Regions from separate parts of the Mus musculus genome. Here all the other regions are linked to region 3. Evidence: chromatin contacts called from public promoter capture Hi-C data. All regions are on one chromosome and are shown on one strand. Each heading gives the region's core, a stretch centred on a gene start, on an enhancer-like site or on the middle of the called end of the contact. The rest is flanking DNA. Distances are from core to core; before and after follow the strand shown. Region 1 holds the start of Pola1 (polymerase (DNA directed), alpha 1). Region 2 holds the start of Pcyt1b (phosphate cytidylyltransferase 1, choline, beta isoform). Region 3 holds the start of Klhl15 (kelch-like 15).

Region 1 (5,034 bases), core at 1,618-4,117, 600 kb before region 3:
GGTAGGACTGTAGGTATGTGCCTCAATGACAGGTTCACCTTGTTAAGTTGCCCAGTATTTGAAACAGAAATTCTTTCAGAGCCCATTTGACCTGCTACAGTGGGTGTTTCTGCAACTGAGTCTTTCTTCACAGATACTTTGTAGCTAGGCTATGAGCATGCAAAATAGTCTCTACCAATGACAAACAGGGGCTCAGATTTTAAATTGGAGACTAATGTTCCAAGGGAGTAGACCAGACCAGTACTAAGAAAGTTTGTGTTTAAAAAAAAAAAAAAAAGGCAACTGTTACAGAACTTTTTTTTGGGGGGGGAGGGGGTTGAGACAGGGTTTCTCTGCATAGCCATGGCTGTCCTGGAACTCACTTTGTAGACCAGGCTGGCCTTGAACTCAGAAATCCACCTGCCTCTGCCTCCCGAGTGCTGGGATTAAAGGCATGCGCCACCATGCCCGGCTGAGTCCAATAAATATATCTTAAGGTATAAGCTGTAACATCTGAATATTTTGCCATAGGTGACAATGACCTCTCTGGCTCAGTTCTCTGGCACAGCAGAAATCACCATTTCTGGCTAAGCAGCCCCCAGAGTGGCTTCCCAGTCCTACAGGATCTCTGCAAACTGCATAGTACCCTAATCAATTTCTTTTGTTTAAAGCAACTAGAGTTGGTTCCAGTAGTTGTAGTGGTTCCTGACTGAGCCTCTGAATGCCTTTTTTTGGTCATTAAATTCCCAATCTCTTTTCATACACTACTTGTAAGAGCTACTTATAGACCTTTTAAGACCCTTTTACACTCATGAAAAGGAGAAAATACATCTTCCCCATTAAGAATTAAATAAGAATGGCTATCTTATTATGTACTTAGCAATACAAGAGAAATTGGGTGTGCATGTGTGACTACAACTGTATGGGAAATGCATGTGCATGCATGTGCACGTGTGTGTGCACACACATGTGTGAGTTGTGTAAGGTTGTAGGATAATCAAACATATGCACATGCATACATTCCACACATGGCACCTAGTCAACACTTTGGTCTAGCTTCAGAAAGCAAAACTAAAGCAATTTCCTCAGGGAAGATTCCATGTGGTACTATATATGACTGTTTACTTTCTCCACTCATGAAGACAGAAGCCACACCATTCTACCCAGCATGCTAATGCCAGAGCCTGGCAGAATGCCTATGCCTTGTACTTGCATAATAAATGTTTGCTGAACAAACCAATATACCAGATTTTTTTATCATTAAAGCCTCCAATGACTTTCTATACACAATGGCAGCTAATTACACGCCTTGCTACATTTTGCTGACACTGTCCAGGTGTCCCACCTTCCAACATAAAAAGCCTGGAATTTTTTTTTAAAGCAATGTCTTTAACGCTGTGTGAATTAGCAAAAAAAAAAAAAAAAAAACAAAACAAAACAAAAAAAACAAACAAAAACAAACAACAACAAAAAAAAAAACACCACACACACACAGACACAAGACAATGGGGGAAAACACAAAGATTGAAATAATGTTTTCAAATCACCACTTGGGAGTACTTCTACCCTCCCCCAAAGCAGGCAGGGACAGTAACCTGAAGCGGTCTTCCACATAACAATCTTTTGGCATGCTTTAAAGAAAAATTCCAGTCACAAGTCCCCAGAAAATACTTAATCAACACTGTGACTTAAGAGGGGTCTCAAGATTGCACAGTATCCTCCAAAGAGTGATTTCTTGATGTGCACAGATGGCGTACAGTTTTTTAGGGTGAAAAAAGGACTTAGAAGCAAATGACTGATAGAGGCTGCAGACTGTTCATGTACTTACATCCCACAGCCCATTTGTAATCCAAGCTAGTCAACTCTCCAAAATAATTTGTCTGAGAGAGGAGAGAGAGAGAGAGAGAGAGAGAGAGAGAGAGAAACCTGTGATTTTAAAACTAGCTGAATGCAAAAGAAACTGATTACGAAGCAAGATCTCATTAATGGCAATGCACAGTGAATGGCAGGACATGTGACACTTGGTTAAGAAAGTATCTGATTTTAAGTTAGAACTGAAGTTAAGTCATACTTTAGCTGAACACCGTTTAAAATCAGAATCAGACAAGGCCATCTGCATTTTTGAACTCTACTTCTGGAAATAAAAAATTACTACTCACAAAATGCCTGATATATAGGGCATCCGAAATGCTACTCAACTGATACTTTTTTTCAAACCTCACCCAAAATGACTAGACCTGAACAGTATTTCTATGTAGCACTTGAAGAACTTCCCGTAGAACCTAAAAAAATCTTAACGAAATGCATCTATATCTGGTGACAGCACTTCCATCTCTCACTTCAATGACAATGCTAACAATTTTCCTGGGACTTCCTAGAAACGGAGGCACAGGCATGCTCCAAACCCTCAAACCGAGACCTGCCAAGGGAGCATAGAAACAGTTTCAGGCAGGAGAGAGCAATCCCTGCCGAGGCAGGTTGCCATGGAAGTTGTAACCCACACGTGCTTGCGACTCATCAAAGAAAATGAAAAGAGCCAACGACTGTGAAGCCTGTCATAAGAGAAAGAAACCGCTCAAGCCAAAATACCTTCAGCAAGTGACCCCATCAGGAAGCCCCGTCCCACACCCCTAGGGTCTCCGCCCAGAATGATTAAGGTTGGCGGTCAAACAGACCTAAGGGGCGGTCTAGGAGCGCGCCACCTTCTTAAGGATAAAAAGCAGAGACCTTCCGCTCCCCCTCGATCATACCGCGACCCCCACATTCCCAACCACGTGCCCTAAGCATGGGATCCTCCCTCACCGCTTGCCTCCAGTTTACAGTCCTCTTCGTGCATGGGCGCCATGGTCCGATAGTCTCTCTATTCCGCGCCAACCAGCCTGAAACTGGCGCGGAGGCCAAGATAGGCGCCAGTACGAAAGCCAATCAGCGGCCTGGAAGACTGCGGACTTCCGCCCGGAAGGCCACTGACGTGCGGCGCTGAGCCGCGCCCCGCCCCCGGCCTTCCCGCGGGAGTGCATTTGGCGCCCTGTGATGACCCCTGAGCGAAAAGCGGGAACCTCGGCGAGGACCGGGGAGACCTGGAGAAGGAGGCGGTCGGGAGCTGAAAAGAAACCTCCTAAAGGCACTGCGCAAGCGCATGCACGCTATTTTAACAATCCGTAGGACGCATGGGAAAAGGGGTTCTCTGGTCACGAGAGATATTTTCTGGGAAAAGAAGTGCGGGCGGGTATAAATTGTCTCTCAATTGCTGCCCTCCATCTCTGCCCCCGGCCCCAAAAGAGTGACTTCTTCGACAAATACAATCTGATTCTTGCCCTGTACCTTGTCTCTCTGAGTGTTATCCACCAAAACGTATTTCCCTCAAGCACATAGCTGAAGTGACAGCCTCCAAATGTAACAATCTTACTTCATGACTCACTCCTGATGTGATACAATTGAAAAAGTAACAAAATAACTTGTGTGTTTTGGATTTGTTTTATTTGCTTAGTTCTTTTAAGACAGTTGTTGACAAAAAATAACACTCACCTCAAAGCGGGTGAGGGAGGTTAATCAGTAAACTTTACTCTTGGGAGGCTGAGACAAGAGGGTGGTAACTTTGAGCCCAAAATGAACTTCTAAGTTTGAAGCCAAAGAAGTTCATGCCTCAAAAAGAATGAGAGTTGGATAGACAGAAAGAGAAGCAAAGAAAAAAAAAAGAGGGAAAGTTTAATGAACAAACATCAAAAGGAAATGGTAAATGAATGTTGTCTTAGGCTTTTACTGCTGTGAACAGACACCATGACCAAGGCAAGTCTTACAAAGGACAATATTTAATTGGGGCTGCCTTGCAGGTTCAGAGGTTCAGTCCATTATCATCAAGACAGGAGCATGGCAGCATACAGGCAGGCACAGTACAAGAGGAGCTAAGAGTTCTACATCTTCATCTGAATGTTGTTAACAGAATACTAAGTTCCAAACAGCTAGGAGTAGGGTCTTAAAGCCTCACAGTGACACACCTACTCCAACAAGGCCACACCTCCCTAGGCTAAGCAGATACAAACCGTCACACATGTGTACATACCTAATTGCAAAAAATATATCAAATATTTAGGCCTATAAAACCCATTCCCAAAATGTGTCTTTTGCAAAGATGATTGACTTATAAATGTTTTCTGTTTATAATGCTCTTTTTAATATTGGGAGGATTTAAAGTTCAGGTGGAGTCAGGCTTGGGATTTGAATTATATAACTTTTATATAACTTTGGACTACTTTCAGAGACCTGAGTTTCTTCTTTTATAAGTTGCTTCTACTTATCTAAGGAATTATTGTGAAATTTAGTTGAAATAATATCTGTACAATTCCATTAAGATATCATCATTTGGAGGCAGGCAGATTTCTGAGTTCGAGGCCAGCCTGGTCTATAGAGTGAGTTTCAGGACAGCCAGGACACAGGACACAGAGAAACCCTGTCTTGGAAAAAAAAAAAAAAAGATAACGTCATTTGGACCAGTGAGATGGCTCCAGGGCTATACAGAGAAACCCTGTCTCGGGGGGGGGGGGGGGGGGGGATGAAACATGGGCTTTCATTTGGGTGCATTTACAAAGGAAGAAAGACTGTTTCTGGGCTTTACCAAAAACAAAAAGGGGGACTCAGATATTTAACAAACTTCTAGACCATAAAATATATGTGGTATAAATAGGCAGTATTTAAACAAGGGGTACTTAAGTCATTTTTCTTCTCTTTTTTTCTCCCCCTTCTTGTTTTGTCTCTTCCTACAACACAAATTTTGGATGGTAGTTCTGTAACCATCCTGAGTCATGGGATGACTGGAAAGAAAAGTCACACGCTGAAATTGTGGTACAAAATGGTAAGAATATGGATCTCTAATGTCTACAAAGCCACCATAACACCCTTAACTTGACTAACTGCAGAGTCCTACATGAAAGAAAGTAAATAGCAAACATATTTTAAAAGTACCATTTTTGAGTTTCCTATTATATTTAGCTAAACCTATTTCTATTAAATATACTTTTTTTTTTACTTTTTACCTTCATTTTTACTAATTGAAAT
Region 2 (4,876 bases), core at 901-3,400, 560 kb before region 3:
AGTAAAAGTTCATTGCCATGTAGATTTGGGGACTGACCAAACTTATTTTTTGGAGTGGCTATTTTAATCTAGTTGTATGATGTCTTTGTGTATTCATTACAATAAAATGATTTTTAAAAAATTTTTTTAAAATGTAGTGCAGGGCTTGTTTCTTCCATGCTGATCATCTCAGTAGAGCAAAACCTGTGGCCTGAGTGTTTTGTGTTTCTAGAAGGGCAGGCAGAATAGGAAGGAGAGGACCCTTCTCAAGATGACAGGGTAGTAGCTGGGAGATTTGCATCACTGGAGTTCTTTTTTATTCAAAGAGCTTTTTAATTATGTGTATATTCATGTGTCCGTGGGGGTGGGTGTGTGTAGGTATATGTGTGTGATTATAGGTGCTTTTGGAGGCCAGAGACTTTGGAGCTCCCTGGAGCTGCACTTATAGGTGGTTGTGAGGTATCTAACATGAGCGGTGTGTGCTCTTAACCACTGAGCCATTTCTCTAGTCCCTAGAGTTCTCTTAAGCATAGGTGATAGTGTCAAGTGAGCTACGTCATCCTGACTTAAATCGACAACTTTGGTGGGGTTTTGTTTGTCTGTTTGTTTTAGTGTTTGTTGTTGTTTGTTTGTTTGTTGTTTTTTCAAGACAGGGTTTCTCTGTGTAGCCCTGGCTGTCCTGGAACTCACTCTGTAGACCAGGCTGGCCTTGAACTCAGAAATCCGCCTGCCTCTGCCTCCCGAGTGCTGGGATCAAAGGCGTGTGCCACCACGCCCGGCTAAGACTGGTATTTTTATTCCATCCTGTGAACCACTGTTTCTCAAGTTATGGTCCCCATACCTGCAGCATTAGAATTACCAAGAAGCTCACTAAAAATGCAAATGCAAGCCCCACCTCAAACCTGCAAAATTTGATTTTTGGATCTGTCATGGGACCTATAGTTTTCACTCCTAAGACATTGCTGGCTGGTGATTCTGTTGTTGTCCACTGCTGGTCTGTGGCCACACTTGGATAGAAACCGTAGTTAGAAACACAAAATGAAAGCTTTGGAAGCATAAGGATTTATTCGGCTTGAATGGATTCTTCCTTAGTTCCTTTTGTGCTACACTTGCTGTATCCCTCCCTGCTCCTCCTCCCTCTTCTTCAAATGCCAGCTCCATTGCTTATGAACTTTGAGACCCTACGCAATTACTCTAAGTTGCAATTTCCTTACTTAGAACGTGGGGATAATAATAGGATCTGCTTTGGGTTCTTATGAAGATTAAGGAAGATCTAAGTAAAGTACTTGGCACTGCACCTGTGCTTAACAAATACTAGTGATTTTATTTCTTACTAATATTAGACATGGCATTTCACTAGAACAAACACTTTTGCAAGTTCTTTCCTTGGAATGTGTGTCTTCAGACTCCTCTTACACTGATGTTTTAGGATAATGTAAACACTAAGGCACATCACTGTGGTTTTTTTTCCCTCAGATTTCCATGAGCACTTGGATAGGAGTCTAGGCCCTATACTATAGGATATAGGGATGTTAGATAAGTGTACTGTGGAACAGATGACAGTAAGACTAATGGGGAAAGGCTGGCTGAGGAAGAGAGGGCAGTTAGACCTGGGAGGCAGGCTGTCAAAGACAACCTACCTCCTTTAAACTTCCTCCTGGAGCAGCCCCAGGGATAGACAGAGTTACAACAGGCCTTAGGCATCTGTCAGTGTTCCTGTCTTATGCAGTCCAGAAGATGAACACTCGGATGCCCACAGTGAGTTGCCGGACAAGCCCTCAGAAGCCAGTGGGCAATTGACCTAGTGGTTTGGGGCTTTAAAGTGGCTCTGCCTTCAGAACGATTCCTATTTAGCAAATGTTCTGACTACAACTGCATTAAATGCTCATGCCAGGGAATGGTCCTTTATGCTCTTTTGCGACGCGTCTGGGGCACCTCAGGAAACAGCTTTATCTTATCTAAGAAGTGCAGGGAGTCCTTACCAGGCACTGACAGAGACCTTCACAAGTGAATTAAATGCAAAAAACAAAAGCAGCAAGTTCAGGCCCGGTGGGTAAGGCAGGCCAGCCAATGGGCCCCGGCCGCTCCCAGGTGGAGTGGTACTATGATGACAGTAACCAACCAGCGTGCTCCATGCAAATGAGGATACTGTATCCGCACCAGACGCTCCCGTGCTGTCTGGTTGTTATAGTGATAAACTGAGGCCCTGCCTCTGGGCTTCTCCGAGAAAGAAAAGGGTGGTGTGTGCGTTGGGGGTGGGGGTGGGGGTAACCTCTTTACTTCCCCCCAGGGAAGACAAAAAAGAAGGGAAGAAGAAGGGGGATGGGTAGGGAAGAGAAAAATACGTGACAAAGAAAACATTCTTTGCCTGGGAGGAGACTCCCAGAGGGTGTAGAGCTGGAGGGAGCATTCACTGGCCATGCCAGTACTTACCACTGATGCTGAGTCAGAAACAGGTATCCCAAAATCCCTTTCCAATGAGCCTCCCTCAGAAACCATGGAGGAAATAGAGCACACATGCCCACAGCCTCGACTGGTAAGTAAAGACAAAGGATGGAAATGTATGCGTGGCTATGGCACAAAAGAGTTCCTTCTGTGCCCGCAGCCAGCGAGGAAAAAAAAAATGCTTACAGGATTTTCATGTAAATGAGAATGGAGCTGCAGCCTAATCCTTCTCAGCTGTTTATACTTAGCTCCTATACCGGACACTGTTCTCAGCTTACAAAGCATTATTGTATTGGCTGGGTAGGAAACGGGCTGCTGGGGATATGTTGTGCTTTTTTGTGCTTTGGGAGAAGAAAGAATGACCTCCCCCCCCCCTCCCTTTTAGGTGCATTGTCACAGTTTTAAAATGGTTTTCTTCTTCACAAACCTTGGACTGCTTCCCCGGTGAAGTTCTAAATTCTAGCTCAGGAACGATTTCTTTCTTTCTTTCGTTCTTTCTTTCTCTCTCTTTCTTTCATACCTAATGGCAAACGAAAACTATATGAAAACAAAACACCCTCATTCCTCTGATATATACCTTGAGGTTGCATGTAGAAAGAACGTGCGTTGAAAAGGAAGCGTGAACCTTTTTAGGACGATACTGAAGATTTCTAGTCAGGCAATGGCAACCTGGAGATGCTACGTTTATTTAGAATGGGGATGCATGCCTTTAAGAATGAAAGTACAGAAACAGGGCTAGAGCTTTCTTCTCTCTCAGTAACTGTGTCTCTATTGAGCAGCTTCTTTCACACTTGTTCTATTCTTTAGGTAAATGGGGAAGTTTCTTCTCAACCACTTCAGCAAACCTGGCCTCAAGGAATTAAAAAAAAAATAAAAAAGTCAAATAAATTGTAGGTTTCTTGAAGCTTGAAATCCTATACAACCTGGGGATACTGCTCTTTGAACCCCCAAATCCAAGACACAGACTAGAGTTATCCTTTCTTCAAGGATTTCTTCCAAGTTAAAACGTAAAGTGTTTTGATTGGCTGTGCAGTTTGACAGTAGGGAGACTTTTTTTTTTTTTAAAGAGGTTTGTTGTTGTTTTTGTTTTGGGGTTTTTTTTGGTGTAGAATTTTATATGAGCCCCCACATAATCTGGACTTACAGATTTCAATGCTAATCCACTATTGAACTGTTATTTCTTAATAAGGGTTTGAAGGCAGGCTTGGATCAACTTTCTGAAATCAGATAACCAGCGGGGAGTTATATTAGAGCAGTTTCTATGTTTTGAGGCATGTTTTTAGGGTATTTCAATATTAACTACTTCTTAGCCCATTAGCCAGTGACTGTGTGACATAAGTCATGTGGCCTCTGTGCACTTCTGTCATATAAATTTTTCTGATAAGTTGGTTATTTAAAAATTCCTCTGGGCCACTAAACAACTCATGGTTTAATAGTGGAAAAAACTGACCGCTAAAAGTGAATCACAAAATCTCCCAGAATATACATTTTAAATAAGTGCAATATACAAACTTGAAAACATACCCCTTTGGATAAAGAGTTTAGGCAGCAGAGAGAAAGGCAGTATCCAGCCCCAGTTTAATATATTTTCTTTCCCTCTCACCATTTAGCTGTTCCACTCCTTGCCTAGTTGGCCTGAGAGGGGTGTGCACAGGTAATCCCGGAAGGGACTAAGTTCAGTTCATTCTTTTGCTTTGAGCTTCTCTCAGGTAGTAACTGACCAGAGCCAAACCCAGCAGTGCCTCACCTTCTCCTTCCACACATGTGCAGAAATAAGGGATTGACAGAATTCCTTCAGAGAAACTAACTCCCTAAAGATCGCTTTGAAGGGCCACAGGTAGGCACTAAACTCAGAGGGGTATACCTGAAAAGTATGATCTCGTGCCTGTAGAATTTGTTCTTCAAGTGAGATGCAGTCTCTTCCTATCTTTTTGCGGGGCTGGGGCTACACAAGCACCACAGAGGTAAGAGAGGTGTGTTCCAAAATGGAATTGTTGAAATAATTGCTTTGATATACTTTGATAAAAGGTTTCTGTGGGCTGCTGAAATTGGCTATTTAAGTACCTGCTTAAACTAGATTTTGTGAAGCATCTTTTTTGTTAGGAGCAAACTTTCACTATGGAGTTGGTTATGCCCTACATTTTGATTGATTTCTCATAGCTAACTGGTCTTTGCCTGGGGTTTTGCTTCAGTAACTAAGGCACACAGTAATTACTTAATGATGTTTTTTGATGAAGAGAGGGAGTGGGACAGGAAAATGGGAACTTACCATTTTCTGGTTTGTTTTTGTTTTGTTTTGTTTTGTTTTTGGTTTCTTTTTTCTGTTGATCATGAAGCATTCCTAAGAATTCCATCATTCAAATGTTATAAAGTCTGTGTTTCCCTATTCACCCAAGCTAGTCATATGTGGGCCACTCATGTAACAGCCATCCACAGGCAACAGGGTATGAAT
Region 3 (4,906 bases), core at 522-3,021:
AACTAGAATTTAAGATCTTGTTACTATCTTTTGTTTACTATCTTTTGTTTAAGTGTGTATGTGTGCAGGCATGACACATGTCAAGGTCAGAGAACAACTTGTGAGTGAAGAGAGTTCTCTCTTCCACTCTGTGGATCCTGAGGCTAGAACTCTTGTGGCAAGCACCCTTACCTGCTGAGCCAGCTCACCCACCCAACCAGCTAGGATTTAAAAATAACCAACACAAATAAAGGCATTAAAGGGGCTACTGGAAAAAACAGAATAGGTGAGACAAGTTTTGAACTTTCAGTGTTTAAGTCAGAAAAGAGATTATTTCCTATTTTCAAAATAATAATTATTTTTACAATGAAGTAGTGTACTTCAGCAAAACAGTACACGATGTGCTACTTTGGCCTCTTGGGAAATGTGGCATGTTAATCAAGTTTGTTAGAAAGAGATACTGATCACTTTTAGTCACAGTCTCTTGAAAAGTTCATCAGGATATTCATTTAGAGAGAAGTGGCGATGTGGGGGTGGGGGATGGGCTTCGGTGGTGGAGCTAGAGACAGGGGAAGCAAAGAGATCTGTTAAGATCAGAAATGGTTAACGGTTGTCTTAATTTTTAACTGGTCGTAGAACCAGTGGCTTCAACTGTGTATTTGTCATCTACAGCTCTCTTACAGAGATATATAATAAATTTACAAAAGTCTTACAGTGTATTTCCATTTTCTTAAATCAAGTAAGGGTAGTATTTAAAAGCCATGACCTAGAATTCTAGAGCAGATTTGTAAAACAAACAGACCCCTCCTCAAGGAACAACTGAAATTGGTGCCTTCTGTATATTCCTTCTTGCCTATTTTGATGCAAAACAAACCCGCTTTTTTAGCTCGTACTTTTCTACCTTTGGTGAAGATAATGCCATTTTCGATGACTCTTTCCATCTCTGGGAAATTTGCATGTGAAACATGTAATTTGCATGCGATAAGCTAAGTGGAACCGTGACGCAATGATTCATTGCAAATTGCCTTATAAAAAATGATTGCCATTTGGCGTCCACCTAGTCACTTTTATAACAGGTACCATTGGCAAAACTCCCCTCATCCGACGGTGTGCAAGATGCAAAAATGGAATTTTCCAGGTTTCCTAGCCCTCAACTTGCGCACTGTGTGTTCGCTGCAGCGCCACGGGGCCCACCTCCGGGCCAGGCGGAGTGACCCTGCTGCAGGGGTGGAAGTGCACGGCCGAGTCTCTCCAGCCTCGACGGCAGGGCTCTGAGGGTCAACCTCAGCGGATCCCTCCTGCAGAGCCCCTCTACCTCCTTTCTCTCTGGCCCCGGCCCCGCCGCGTCACCCCCCAACCCCACTACAGTAGCAGGCCCGCCTCTGGGGCAAGGCGCGCAGCTGGCGTGGGACAACCCTCCCTCTACCCGGTTCCCACACCGGCTCCCGTTCCGTGGCGCCGGAAGTGACGCGCCTGGGCTGAAAGATGGCGGCATTGGCGTTCAACCAGGGGGAAGGTAAACACCCGCCAGGCGGCGCGCCGGCCCCCACGGGGCGCCTTCAGGGGCTAAGGGGGCCTCCCAGGCCTGCTCCCTAACCCACGGCTTCCAGTCCCCGCCCTCTCTCGGGGACAGGCTCGGCTCTGCGTCCTCGAGACCCTGGCCCGGGCCCCTAGCCCGTGGGCCCCGCCCCCCTGGGCGGGCCCCGGGCGGCTCCCTCGGCCCGCAGGGGGCGCGAGGCCCGGAGCGGCCCCTGGCTCGTGGCCCTCTCACGCCCCGCCCCTTTCCCGCCCCTTTCCCGCTTTCCTCCACCCCCGGCGTGGGTGATCCCGAGGCTCCGCGCGCTTTGGGGGCAGAAACCCGGAGACGCCGTCGTGTATGTGGTTCCCGCTGGCGTTTCTGTTGCCCTCGGCCCCCTCAGCTGTCCCCCAGTTGGTGGTCCTGAGTCGCCTCTCCAGCCGAGCCCCGTGCAGTGCCGCGACATCCCCCGGTATTGGCGAGGCTGGGCCCCGGCCCCGACGCCGCGCGCGTCACGCCTAGCCCAACTGTTTGGACTCGCCACTCAACCGCTGTCTTCTTTCCCAGGACTGTTTCTCGGGGGGCCTCGGGCTTGCGAGCTCGCCCGGCGCCGGAGCGCTCCGGCCCGGCCAGGGAGCGGCCCCTTGTAGAGGTTCGAGGAGCTATCGCGGTCCATCCCGGCGCCCGACCCTCCCACCGTTCGGCCACTGGCCCACTTCTTCCTGATGCAGACTGCCGTCCACTAGAGGCTGGACAGGACCCCCGAGGTGCGTAGCCGCCCCTGGCCGCCGGCCTGCGGAGCCCAGGCTTTGCTCGCGGCCCCGAGGAAGGCACGGGTTCCGTGGCCCTCACCGCACTGGCCGCACTCAAACATTTTGTAGATGCTGGGAGCTAATTTGTCTTTTGAGTTTACTTAAATTGTTTGAAATGTAAATTTTTTTCTGGTGGGAGGGGGGAGAGAGAGAGAGAGAGAGAGAGAGAGAGAGAGAGAGAGGAGAAAAAAAGGAAGAAGCATAATTCAGCCATTTTTTGCAGCATAGAGCTGCAGGTACCATGATTATTTCCCCCTTAACCGGTTCCTTCCCTTTAAAAATCCTGTTTGTGCCTTAAATAGAACTATGCGAAATGTGCGGCATAATGCGTGCGGCATAATCAGAATGTCTGGGTCCGACTGGGCGACTGAGAAAATCTCGCACTGAGGAGATCTCGGACGGAGCCTCAGTTTCTTATCTATGCGGTGTAGTCGATAATAGCCACATCAGAGAGGTAGTGAGGACTATATGAGGTCATATATGTGAAAATAATCTATAGCTGTATAGTGGTGTAGGAAAATGTAAGGTCATTTTCTTTAGGTAACCTTTGCTTGAGTGGTTAATGTGGCTAACTGTTGCTGCCTCTTCATTTCTATATTATAAGTAAATAAGGACTAGCAGAACAGCGCAGTGATGGATAGCTGTTTAATAGTCAGTGTTCGTTGGCCTTCCCTCTACAAAATGCCAACTGCTTATTTAAATAACGGTATCCTTTAATTCAAATTTAATGTTACTGTAGGGCTTTTCATCTTTCTAGGCCTCTCAGCCCCCTTTCTTATTCAGAATATTTAACACCTTATATTTATTTAGTCTTTTTTATTTTTAAGAGGTTCACTTCCTTTGTCAATCTGATTTACTGTTGTCATTTTAAAAGCGTGTGTGTTTTTTAATTTCAGTGTTTGCTTTTCGTATCTACAGAACAGGATGACTGAATACTTCTAATCATTTGAAAATGGTTTTTCAAGAGCTTACACATGCATCCATGTTTCTCTAATGCTCAGTAGATCCAGCAATGTACAGGGAATTTCAACTTGTTAGCACTTCATGCAATATTTGAGGAATTCAGTTCTTGTTTTTAATCACAGCACTTAGTAGGTGCTTTGAGTCCCATTTCATCAGTGGTAAAGGATGTTAATACTCTTTACTACCTGTTAATTGGCAAGAAATAAGATAGTAAATATTTGTGGCTCGAAAATAGAATTTACTTTCTAGAGTTTCAAAACTGTAGAATGTTTTGGCTTATAATAGTCAATTAAAAGCGAAAGGAGCATTTTGGAGTATATTATTTTTAGTCTTCTTTTTTTTTCTGAGTAGATGTTAAAATTTTAATTCCCTGGTCTGATGCCAGTGGTCTTTCACAGTATGCTTGTGTATTTTTTAAAAAGACAGATTAGGTTGGAAAAGGAACAGCCAGCTTTAAAGTGACTGCTTTTATATTTTGGCTTTATCCCTTGTTCTGAAGATAATTTTCACAGATCACTACTTTACTGAGCATTTCTGAGTTTGACCTCTCTGCCTTGCTGTGGGTTATCATGGAGCCAAGGCTGACTTGACTGGCTTCATGGATGTTCAGAAGCCAGGCTTTAGACTTGGTTTAATGATGTGTGTAAACCAGCATCGCACAATATAAATAATGGTAGAATTTGTGCTAAGAATTGAAAATTTTTATTTTTCTTTATTTAGGACAACATATACCAACAAGTAGAAACATATCATGACAAGTCAAGAGAGATGGGAGAAAGGAAAAGATGTTATATTTTAGTTCCTTTAACAGTTTCCCCCTGATTTTAGCTCTGTCCCTGTGATGTTGGTGGCCTATGGTCAGGTTTGGGGACTGAATGTTACATGAGGACAATGACTCTTGACCTGGGTGGGGGATGTGCTGTAGATTAATTCGCTGTCAGACATTTCCTCAGAAGTAGAGTGCTATAGGCCATTTGGGCTTTTTTAAAATTAAAGAACAAAAGCTGGCCATTAGTGAGGGCTTGTTGAAATAGTGGTTTATTAGGAAGGGGTAGATCTCAGAAGACCCTAGCTCCATAATTTGATATCATAACCTTAGGCCAGTAACTTAATCTCATAGTTTGGATTTTTTCATCTTTAAATTGAAGTGGTTATAGAACATGGAAGTTTGTGAAGTAAATTTGTCTGTACATGAGGCATTTACTAAGCATTTCCTATGTGCCACATACTGTTCTAGGTGCTGGAGATTCAGGTTAGTGTTAGTAGTTTTAACAAGGTTTTGTTTTCTCCCCCAGTCGTTCGCTATAACCCAGGTTTGCCTTAAACTTGGGGTTATCCTTGTGCCTCAGCCTCCCATAGGCACATGTAACTATACCTGGTACAGAAAGTTAGTTTGGTGGCCCATTTCTATGGTTCTAGCACTAGGTGGTGGAGACAGTAGGGTCAGTTCAGAATCTTCCTCAGCCTGGAATATGAGACCCTGTCTCAAAACAAATTACTTCAGCATAAAATATAGGGAAAAAATAAGGCCGAGAGTGGAGATAAAGATTCTTTTTAGATTCTTTAGAGGGTTTTGTAACTTCTATTTAAGCTTTGTTTGTTTGCTTTTTTTTGAGACAGGGTTTCTCTGTGTAGT

What was found. Promoter capture Hi-C pulls out the DNA fragments that hold promoters and counts their contacts.
Region 1: a promoter capture Hi-C map of erythroid cells shows a contact between it and region 3, with 30 times the contacts expected there. The contact joins the promoter of Pola1 here to the promoter of Klhl15 in region 3. A contact is called at or near these places in 1 of 39 promoter capture datasets (erythroid cells) and 1 of 484 Hi-C or Micro-C datasets (uterus).
Region 2: a contact with region 3 is called in a promoter capture Hi-C map of fetal liver, with 4 times the contacts expected there. The contact joins the promoter of Pcyt1b here to the promoter of Klhl15 in region 3. A contact is called at or near these places in 2 of 39 promoter capture datasets (fetal liver and pre-B cells) and 1 of 9 other capture datasets (adipose tissue).

The regions. Positions count from the first base shown.
Region 1 is chrX:93,629,288-93,634,321 of GRCm38.p6, forward strand. It overlaps Pola1 (polymerase (DNA directed), alpha 1), which reads right to left and starts at 2,868. Exons shown (of 37, transcript NM_008892.2): 1 at 2,782-2,868. The coding sequence starts at 2,824.
Region 2 is chrX:93,672,962-93,677,837 of GRCm38.p6, forward strand. Pcyt1b (phosphate cytidylyltransferase 1, choline, beta isoform) reads left to right here and starts at 2,151. Exons shown (of 8, transcript NM_211138.1): 1 at 2,151-2,515. The coding sequence starts at 2,399.
Region 3 is chrX:94,233,159-94,238,064 of GRCm38.p6, forward strand. It overlaps Klhl15 (kelch-like 15), which reads left to right and starts at 1,772. Exons shown (of 3, transcript NM_001039061.1): 1 at 1,772-2,262.